Regions from separate parts of the Sus scrofa genome. Here region 2 is linked to region 1. The links are chromatin contacts, called in public Hi-C maps. All regions are on one chromosome and are shown on one strand. The core of a region is the stretch at or near the end of the contact, and the rest is flanking DNA. Distances in the headings are between cores, read along the strand shown. Region 1 overlaps ZNF648 (a long non-coding RNA gene). Region 2 overlaps ZNF648 (a long non-coding RNA gene).

The links. Hi-C and Micro-C count contacts between places; a contact is called where the count stands out from the background.
Region 2: a Hi-C map of liver shows a contact between it and region 1, with 2.2 times the contacts expected there. The contact joins two enhancer-like sites. A contact is called at or near these places in 2 of 47 Hi-C or Micro-C datasets (both in liver) and 1 of 2 datasets of contacts at active chromatin or transcription factors (alveolar macrophages).

Annotation. Positions count from the first base shown.
Region 1 is chr9:123,550,348-123,554,343 of Sscrofa11.1, forward strand. All of the region lies in intron 10 of ZNF648 (a long non-coding RNA gene), which reads right to left. Among named protein-coding and RNA genes, the nearest start is that of ZNF648, 150 kb to the right of the region's middle. Within about 2 kb of position 2,049, at least 34 of the 83 cell types and tissues checked have an H3K27ac peak or open chromatin away from gene starts, as enhancers often do. A contact at or near this core is called in liver, where this site is marked.
Region 2 is chr9:123,684,637-123,688,632 of Sscrofa11.1, forward strand. All of the region lies in intron 1 of ZNF648 (a long non-coding RNA gene), which reads right to left. Among named protein-coding and RNA genes, the nearest start is that of ZNF648, 20 kb to the right of the region's middle. Within about 2 kb of position 2,370, at least 18 of the 83 cell types and tissues checked have an H3K27ac peak or open chromatin away from gene starts, as enhancers often do. A contact at or near this core is called in liver, where this site is marked.

The DNA of each region.
Region 1 (3,996 bases), core at 799-3,298:
GATATCAGTGATTCCTGTTGCTCTTTATTTCGATAAACATGCATGATTGACCAAAAATATGTCACCTACTTTTCTACTTCATTATCTATATCTTTGGGAAACGGGCACATTTGAAAGGCAGGTTGCTGACTTGGGCCCCTCTATCCATCTCTCAACAACTGAAGCATTACGGTCATACTGCCTGGGGTTGAAGAAGAGGCGTCCAAGGAGCTGATCTTGTGATCGTGTGCCCATTTGGGGGGCATGGTTGATGCAGCTTTGGTGTTTTCTCTGGGCTGCTTTTCCCTGTTATCTATCCTGCCCCAGCCAGATTAAGGAGAGCATGTTTTATGAAGAAATCAACTCCCTTGGTCAAGATTATTCAACTTATCACTCTCATCCCCTTTCTCCAGGTGGAGATCTGAAGTCCTGCTGGAGGTTGTACGCCAGGCAGGAAGCCAGCAGGTAGGCAGAGTGAGAAAGGCGCTCAAAAAGGCTTGCTTTCCTGGGCCTCATCCCGGCCACACCACTGCTGTCTTTTTTTAGAGAACAATGTAATGAGATTGGTCAACCTGAGTTTAATGATTATCTAGAAAACCATCAGGGGCTGGATGAGCTCACCCACAGAGGCCACTGGATTCCAGGAGCAGGGATTTTATTCCTCTCCACCGGGGGAGCTGAGTCATATAAAAGAATCCAAGCTTTATTGAATTCAGACCCACATTTTGTTTCCAAGCCAAAGGTCATCTTGAAGCAGAGCAGGGAGCCAAGCTTCCCTATAAGAAGCAACTTAGGATCTGAGGTTGCTGTTTACATTCAGACAATGAGGGTGCAGCTGATTGCATTCATGGTGTGGTTACAATGTAATACTTAGAAAAAGTAGTTCTCAGTATAGTTTGCTCTCTCTCCCTGCCAGAGTGCTTGTGAGGTATCCCCATAAATCCCTTCTCTTATTACGATTCAGGGGGCTACTGATGAGCCCTTCTGTGGACTGAGATCTGGAAAAGGCAATTCCTTCTCTGGTTTGAACTTTTTCAAAATGCCTGTGCAAGGAGTAAGAATTTGCTGCTCATCTTCCAGGGAGGAGATCAACTATAGGTCTGGTGCCAGGTCATCAAGAGTGAGAAAGAGCTGAGCAACAACGCTGGCCCCTCGGCTCGTGAGGAGCTCCCTCCAGGGTTAATAGGAAAAGAGGTGAAAGACAGAAGTGGGGCCAGAGCCTGAGATTTCAGTCCAACACCTCACTCCAAGGGGGCAATCTGGCCAACTGACAACGGATTCTGCGTGCTGGACCTGCTTACCTACCAAGATGGAATGGAGGGAGGTGGACAGGGTCAGCCATTCTCCAAAGGCAGCAGCAGACCTTGGAAGCCTTGTGCTTGGAAAAATGAGGTAGGAAAATTAAGGGGAACCAGTAGAGCCAGGGACTTAGCAAGGTCGAAACTACTGCACAAGGTCACATAGACTCTGAATGAGCAAGCTCTGTCTCCAGAACAGATTTTATCTGGCACCAAAGTTCAGGCCCTTTTACTCGAGATCTGAGCCTCTCAAGCGGGATGTGGTCAGTGACGGCTGCAAAAGGGAGAGGAATGGAATCCCAGTGTTGAATAGACATGAATATGTAAACTCCTGAACACAGTCAGCAGTAAAAGAGCCGGGAGCTCACTGCAGATAGAATTATAACCATGCCAAGAGGTTGTAATTAACATTGAAAACCTTTAGTGCACTTGCTGTAGGAGCCATTGAGTATTCCTGACCCTGTGATGCAGAAAGAAAGAGAAAAAAAGCCTGAGACTTTAGCTCATTCAAGTCACTGACACATCAAAGGAAAAGCTCTTCTAAGTCTATTTAGGTGGTTTAGGGCTGGGGAACATGCCCAGAATCCCTAAATAGAAATAAGTACTGGTCATCAGAGCAGTGTGGTCTGGCCTGGAGGTCACCTCGGACTCCAGCAGTTACCTCTTCAACTCTGGTATCTAAACATCCAAAGTGACTTAGGCGCTTCAGAGGGTGAAAGACACTCACCTCCCCCGGATTGTCAGATGGAGTTTTCCAGTATAAAACGTCTTAGTCACTGGGAATCCCGCCAAAGTAAACTCCTAGTCCTGACCCACCCCATGCCTCTGAACTGGCTGGGAAGGGAGAGAGGGAAATCCCAAAACACTTGTAAAAGCAGCTTGTCAGTTTGTCGGGACCTCCCCTCCCCGGGGCAGGTTCGCTCCAGGTGAGACAGGCTGTGGGGAAAGCCGTGGGTGATGAGCAGGTCACGGACAGGCTGTCAATGGCACCTCTGTTTGGTTCCAGGCCTGAGTGGGGCCACGGCTTACATAACAGTTTGGCAGGGGGACGCAGCCAGGCGGAAGCACGCGGTTTTCCAGCAGCGTATAATCATCTTGATTTCTCTGTTTGCTCAGCAGCTTTTCTGCAGTGTGTGTGTGGGGGGGGGGACGGTAGTGGTGCAGGAGGAGGAGGAGCAGGATTCTGATACACAGCAATCTTCTGTTTCCTTCTGCAGAACAAACAACCCCAAACAGATGCTCGTGGCCAGAAAATTAGCAACTGCCACACAGGTCCTCTCAGGGGGAGGGGCTGCCCTGGAGGCCCCGGTCCTGGCCTAAGAAAGCCAGAGACTGACTCAAGTCAGGCCCTCAGCAGGTGCACATGAGTCCGATGGGCTGTCGGGAGGCTGTGGTCCTAGCAGTGCCTGACACTGTTTGCCTTCCTGGCTGTGAGAACTATAGTGTCCCTCTCTTGACCATGCAGGTCGCTGTGTCCCATGCCATGTTCATCCAGAAAGGCAGGTATTCAGGCTTTGCATCTTGCTAACCAGTGTCTCTCTATCTCTATGCCATCACCTCCATGTAGTACCAGGCTGATTGTGCTGGAACCCTGAATTGTAGGAGCAACCAATTCACGTAGGAACATTGCACATCGTAAAAATTGCCAGCTTCTTTTTACCTAAATTTGCTTGGAGTGGCGTAGCAATTATCCCCTTGAGAATGAACACACACTCCCTACGGCTCGCAGTCCCCACTAGTCCCTACTGCCTCTCACCTGGAGTTCTCTTCATTTACTTATTTTACTTTCCTGGCTCCTGCAGACATTTTTAGAATGCGTTCCCTGACCTATCTTTTTTTTTTTTTTTTTTTTTGTCTTTTTGCCTTTTCTAGGGCCGCTCCCGCGGCATATGGAAGTTCCCAGGCTAGGGGTCGAATCGGAGCTGCAGCCACTGGCTGACACCAGAGCCACAGAAACATGGGATCCGAGCCGCGTCTGCGACCTACACCACAGCTCACGGCAACGCTGAATCCTTAACCCACTGAGCAAGGTCAGGGATCGAACCTGCAACCTCATGGTTCCTAGTCAGATTTGTTAACCACTGAGCCACAACGGGAACTCCTCCCTGACCTATCTTAATTGTAATCATTTGATACCACAATCATCTGCTTACCTCTCTGTTTCACCCAATATACTGTGAGCTTCATAGACAGGGGCCCAGACTAATCATTGATGTATTGAACAATTAACTTTGGCGTCTTCACCGTAGGCAGAATGACAAGTCCTAGTCATTTTGTCAGGAATATAGTTTTGATCATGGACTTCCAGTGCCTGGCACTCACTCAGCACATGCTCTCTATATGTGTTTAGATTCAATGAATAAATGACTACTTCTTTCTTATGCAACCTGTTGATCTTGGCAGTAGGGATCTGTTACCAAATACTTTCATGCACTCAACCTTGTAAGTAGGTTTCCTGAGAGGGTACACCTTGTTTTGCAAGTAATTTGCATGAACTTACGTAATGCTGTTTTGCTCAGATATTTCCCTATGTTCAGACATTTCTAATTCCCAGCTTACATCTCTGGCCTCATTTTTGGCCACGCCCTACCCTATCCAGACATGCAGCATGGGCTTGTGCGATGTCCCTGAGTTCACTTCCCCCTGGAACCTCCAGGCCCTGGCTCACACTGTCCCCTCCATCCAGGATGACCTCAGTCTTGCTCTTTACTTTGCCTTC
Region 2 (3,996 bases), core at 1,120-3,619, 130 kb after region 1:
TGCGGTTTAGGCCAGTGGCTACAGCTCCGATTCAAACCCTAGCCTGGGAACCTCCATATGCCATGGGAGCGGCCCTAGAAAAGGCAGAAAGACAAAAAATAAAATAAAATGGTACTAATGAGTACTCAACAAGTGCTCCCTCACCTCCTACTTCCTTCTGCTCATCTTCCCCTTGAAAGTTATCCTCGAGTGAGCAAGATAACACGATGCAGGTTCAAACCCTGGACTCACTCTTCAGGTTACGGAATCCCCAGCGTTGCCACCAGTGCAGTGTAGGTCACAGCTCAGATCCCATGTTGCTGTGGCTGTGGCTTAGGCTGGCAGCTGTAGCTCTGATTTGACCCCTAGCCTGGGAAACTCCATATGCCACAGATGCTCCCCACCCCCCCCCAAAAAAAAAACACTTAATCTCGACTTCACTCCAACTCCTTGCAAATTAGACACGTTGTCCAGATTGACAATGATCTCAGCATTTTCTCTGTGGACCATTAGTAGGTGGGATTCCACCATAATGTCACCAAGCTATCGCACCCTGAGCATTGTATACACCAATCCTTGGAATGAACTGACATGCTTTTCCCTCTCTCAGCTATTCACCCTATTCTTTGAGAAAACATTGCATTTGTATCTGTCATTAGAGGTAGTGGAAGCTTGAGGAGGTTCCTGGTCTTCCATCCTCTCTAAATCCCCAGGATGGCTTAAGCACCTTAGTTAAAGAAAACCCCTCCCGCTACCACCCCACCCCCATCCCACACTGCGATACAACTAAGCAACTGCTACTGGTCAGCATTGATGAGATTTCCCTCTTTTGCTGCTGTGATTCACCTGCCATAGGTCTCTCTCCAGAAGAGAAGTAGTTCCTCATTTGCACGTCTTTCCCCAAAGTTCATGCCCTCCAGCACCTCAGGCAACCTGGATTAAATTTAGCTCTTCTCAGAGACTTTTGCTGACTTGGCTCCATGACTGTTGAAGGTTTGGCTGCTCCCCAGAGAGAGTTGGGGCTGGCTCTCCTCTCCTGGAGTTCTCATCTGGTTCGGGTGACTGTTGCATCACTTGCGTAATTGGTCATTTGAGTCACCTCAGGCCATGGTATGTACTTTGAGAATTAACCAGTTTGTGCTCTTGGAAGCTAAAGTTCTTCATTCCCATTCCTGATCCCTTAGAAGTCAGACCCTGTTTTGTTTTGTTTTGTTTTTCTTGTCCTGAACAGCCTGTGGCTGCTGCTCTAAGATATCATGGTCACTTCCCATTAGGGTTGAGAAAGCAACTAACAAAGGCTTCAAGCTTGACTCTCATCTCCAGGAGCAGGGCCTCGGGTCCCATTCCCAGGATTCAGCACAGGGAATTGTACTTAGAAGATACTCCTTTGATGTTTACTAATCTGATCTGTTCTAACCAAACCTAAGAGAGGCAAGAGTCAGTCTCCCTTGGTTAGATGAAAGAGAAATGCACACAAAGGCCATTGTGTGTTTAGACATGTTCATTTTCAATGATCCAAAATAAAACTCATGGAAGATGTTGAGTAGGTTTGTGTTGGACTCAGAAGGATGGGAAGGATTTGAATAGATACAGAGGAGAGGGAAGGATTTCTCAGGAGGAGGAAAAAAAAAGCAGCTTGAACATAAGGAACATAGACTAGAGGAGAGAAAGGACACAAGTTGCATGTATGTATACATTTTGGGGTGTCTGTAAAGAGCTGACTCAAGTGAAAATATGTGTAAGGGGAGGAGCAAAGAAAAAATGAGTTGAGGAATGTCACCATGTGCTGGACCTTGAGAGCTAGGCTGTGATGCAATCAACCAGCCAGCTACAGACTCCCTCTTCCTCCCAATGCCATGAGTAGGCTCCAGTTGGGGAAGGGAGATTTTGCCCTTGTTCCTTATAGGAACAACTAAGTTGGCCTCTTCCCACTCCCTTATTCACTCTCACCCAGTTTAGCTGCCCTCACTTGCTTCATGGAAAACCAGGTTAAAAAGTTTCTGTAGGACCAAAGGAATCTATTCCAGGTCGGTGAGATCACCCACCATAAGGGTCTTTAGCAGTATCTGGGGCAGCAGACACCCACTGGAGGACTCTACCACTTGGTGGTGGTCAGGGCCACCAAAGGCTAAGGTTTTAAGAGGCAGTGATATGAACCAACAGCTGTGCCCTGCTAAGATAAGAGCCCACATGCTCCTGATTGGCCATTGTTCTGGCATGTGAGTGAGGACCAATGGCCCAGGTGTCTCTGTTGCCATCCTGGCTGATCCACAGAGAAGTGAGTCAGGTCTATTTTAAGAATCAGTTCGACTGGTCACATGGAGCTATTGCTATTCAAAAACAGCTATTTACCAGGGAAGTTAAGCGCCTGCAAAACAAAAGGTTAGTATACTATCCCCAGTAACTCTTTAAACCAAAGCAAACACACAGGCTAGCCATGTTTGCTCTGCAGTTCTGCTGTCTGCCCTTGGTCATGTGATTCCTAAGGTTCCTGGTTGATCTCCTCCTCCAGAATAAGCTGGGAAAGAGCAGCTGAAAATATCAAAGGACAAGGGTTTCTAGAGGGTAAGTCAGTTAGGGGCACATAGCAGTTCTCTTGTTAAATTACTGATTGATTTTACCAGGAAAGTCAAGGAGCTCAACCAGGCAAAACCCAAAAAAATCTGGAAAGTCTAAGGTCCTTTCTCAGAAAAGTGTTCCTGCCAGAGTTCCCACTGTGGCTCAGCACATCAAGAACATGAGATAGTGTCCTTGAGCATGCAGGTTCGATCCCTGGCCTCACTCAGTAGGTTGAAGATCCTGCATTGCCACAAGCTGCGGTGTAAGTCATAGACATGGCTCGGATCCAGTGTTGCTGTGGCTGTGACGTAGGCCAGCAGCTGCAGCTCCGATTCAGCCCTTAGCCTGAGACCTTCCATGTGCCACAGGTGCGACCCTAAAAAAAAAAAAGAAGAAAAAAAGAAAAGCGTTCCTTCCATTTGTATTGAAGGCTTCTCTATTAATGGGTTTGAGGCACATCAAATATGGTCCATAGAGGTATGGCTCAAACTAGAAGGCCAAACCATCAAGGCACCACCAAGAGCAGTAGGATCAACATTGAAAGACTACCAAAGAGCCCGTTAATGTACCACGCAGTGGCTGGGACATAGGACAAGCCATTCTAACAGTATGATCTCACTTTCTCCAGTTCCTGCTTTCAGCATCTCCAAGCCTTCTTTACCTCTCAGCTTCTAAGATGTGCTACCACGCTAAATCATATCAGATTAGGAAACCTTTATGTGACCTGTTCTCTGAAATTTACAGTCCTGTTAGGGCCTGGTGTGACACATATATCCAACAGCGAAAATAAGACCAGATAATATATAAATACTAGAGAATTAGTAGCATTAAAAAAATGCAGGGTGTGGTTGGGGACAGATCATTGTGCATCTAGGGGGCAGATCAGACAGTGTGGCCTAGAGCACACAATGAAAAAGACATTGTCTATAGTGGATATTGAAGTCTCTAGCCTGCCTTCCAGTGCTTTCCATAATCTGGCCTCAACCTGCCCTTCAACCTAATTTCCCCAAACCCCTCTTCTACAATCCAGCCAGACTGTACCCGAAGCTCACCTTGCTCCATGGGTGTTTGTGTTTTAATCACTTGGCACTATTCTCCCTTTCCTCTGCTTCTCCAAATGCTAACTGTGTTTGAGGACTGGTTCACATTTCTCCTGTTTCTGGAAACCATTTCAACCACCCAACACCTCTAGCCCTCAGAGATCTCACCCTGTTCTTGGTCCACCTGTACTTCTCTGGCAGCACTGACTGTCTGGACGCTCATTCATTCACCAATCACAGATAGTTTATGGTGGCGCTGAGCAATTGATCTCAAACTATGACCTAACCTTTGACGCTTTGTATATCATCCCCTCAACTGTATTATTTTGTCTTTGAGAGCCTGCATCTTGGAAATCCTTCCTCCTCTAACACAGGACCTAACACATAGCAGGTGGTTGTGAATATTTGTAAAATGAAT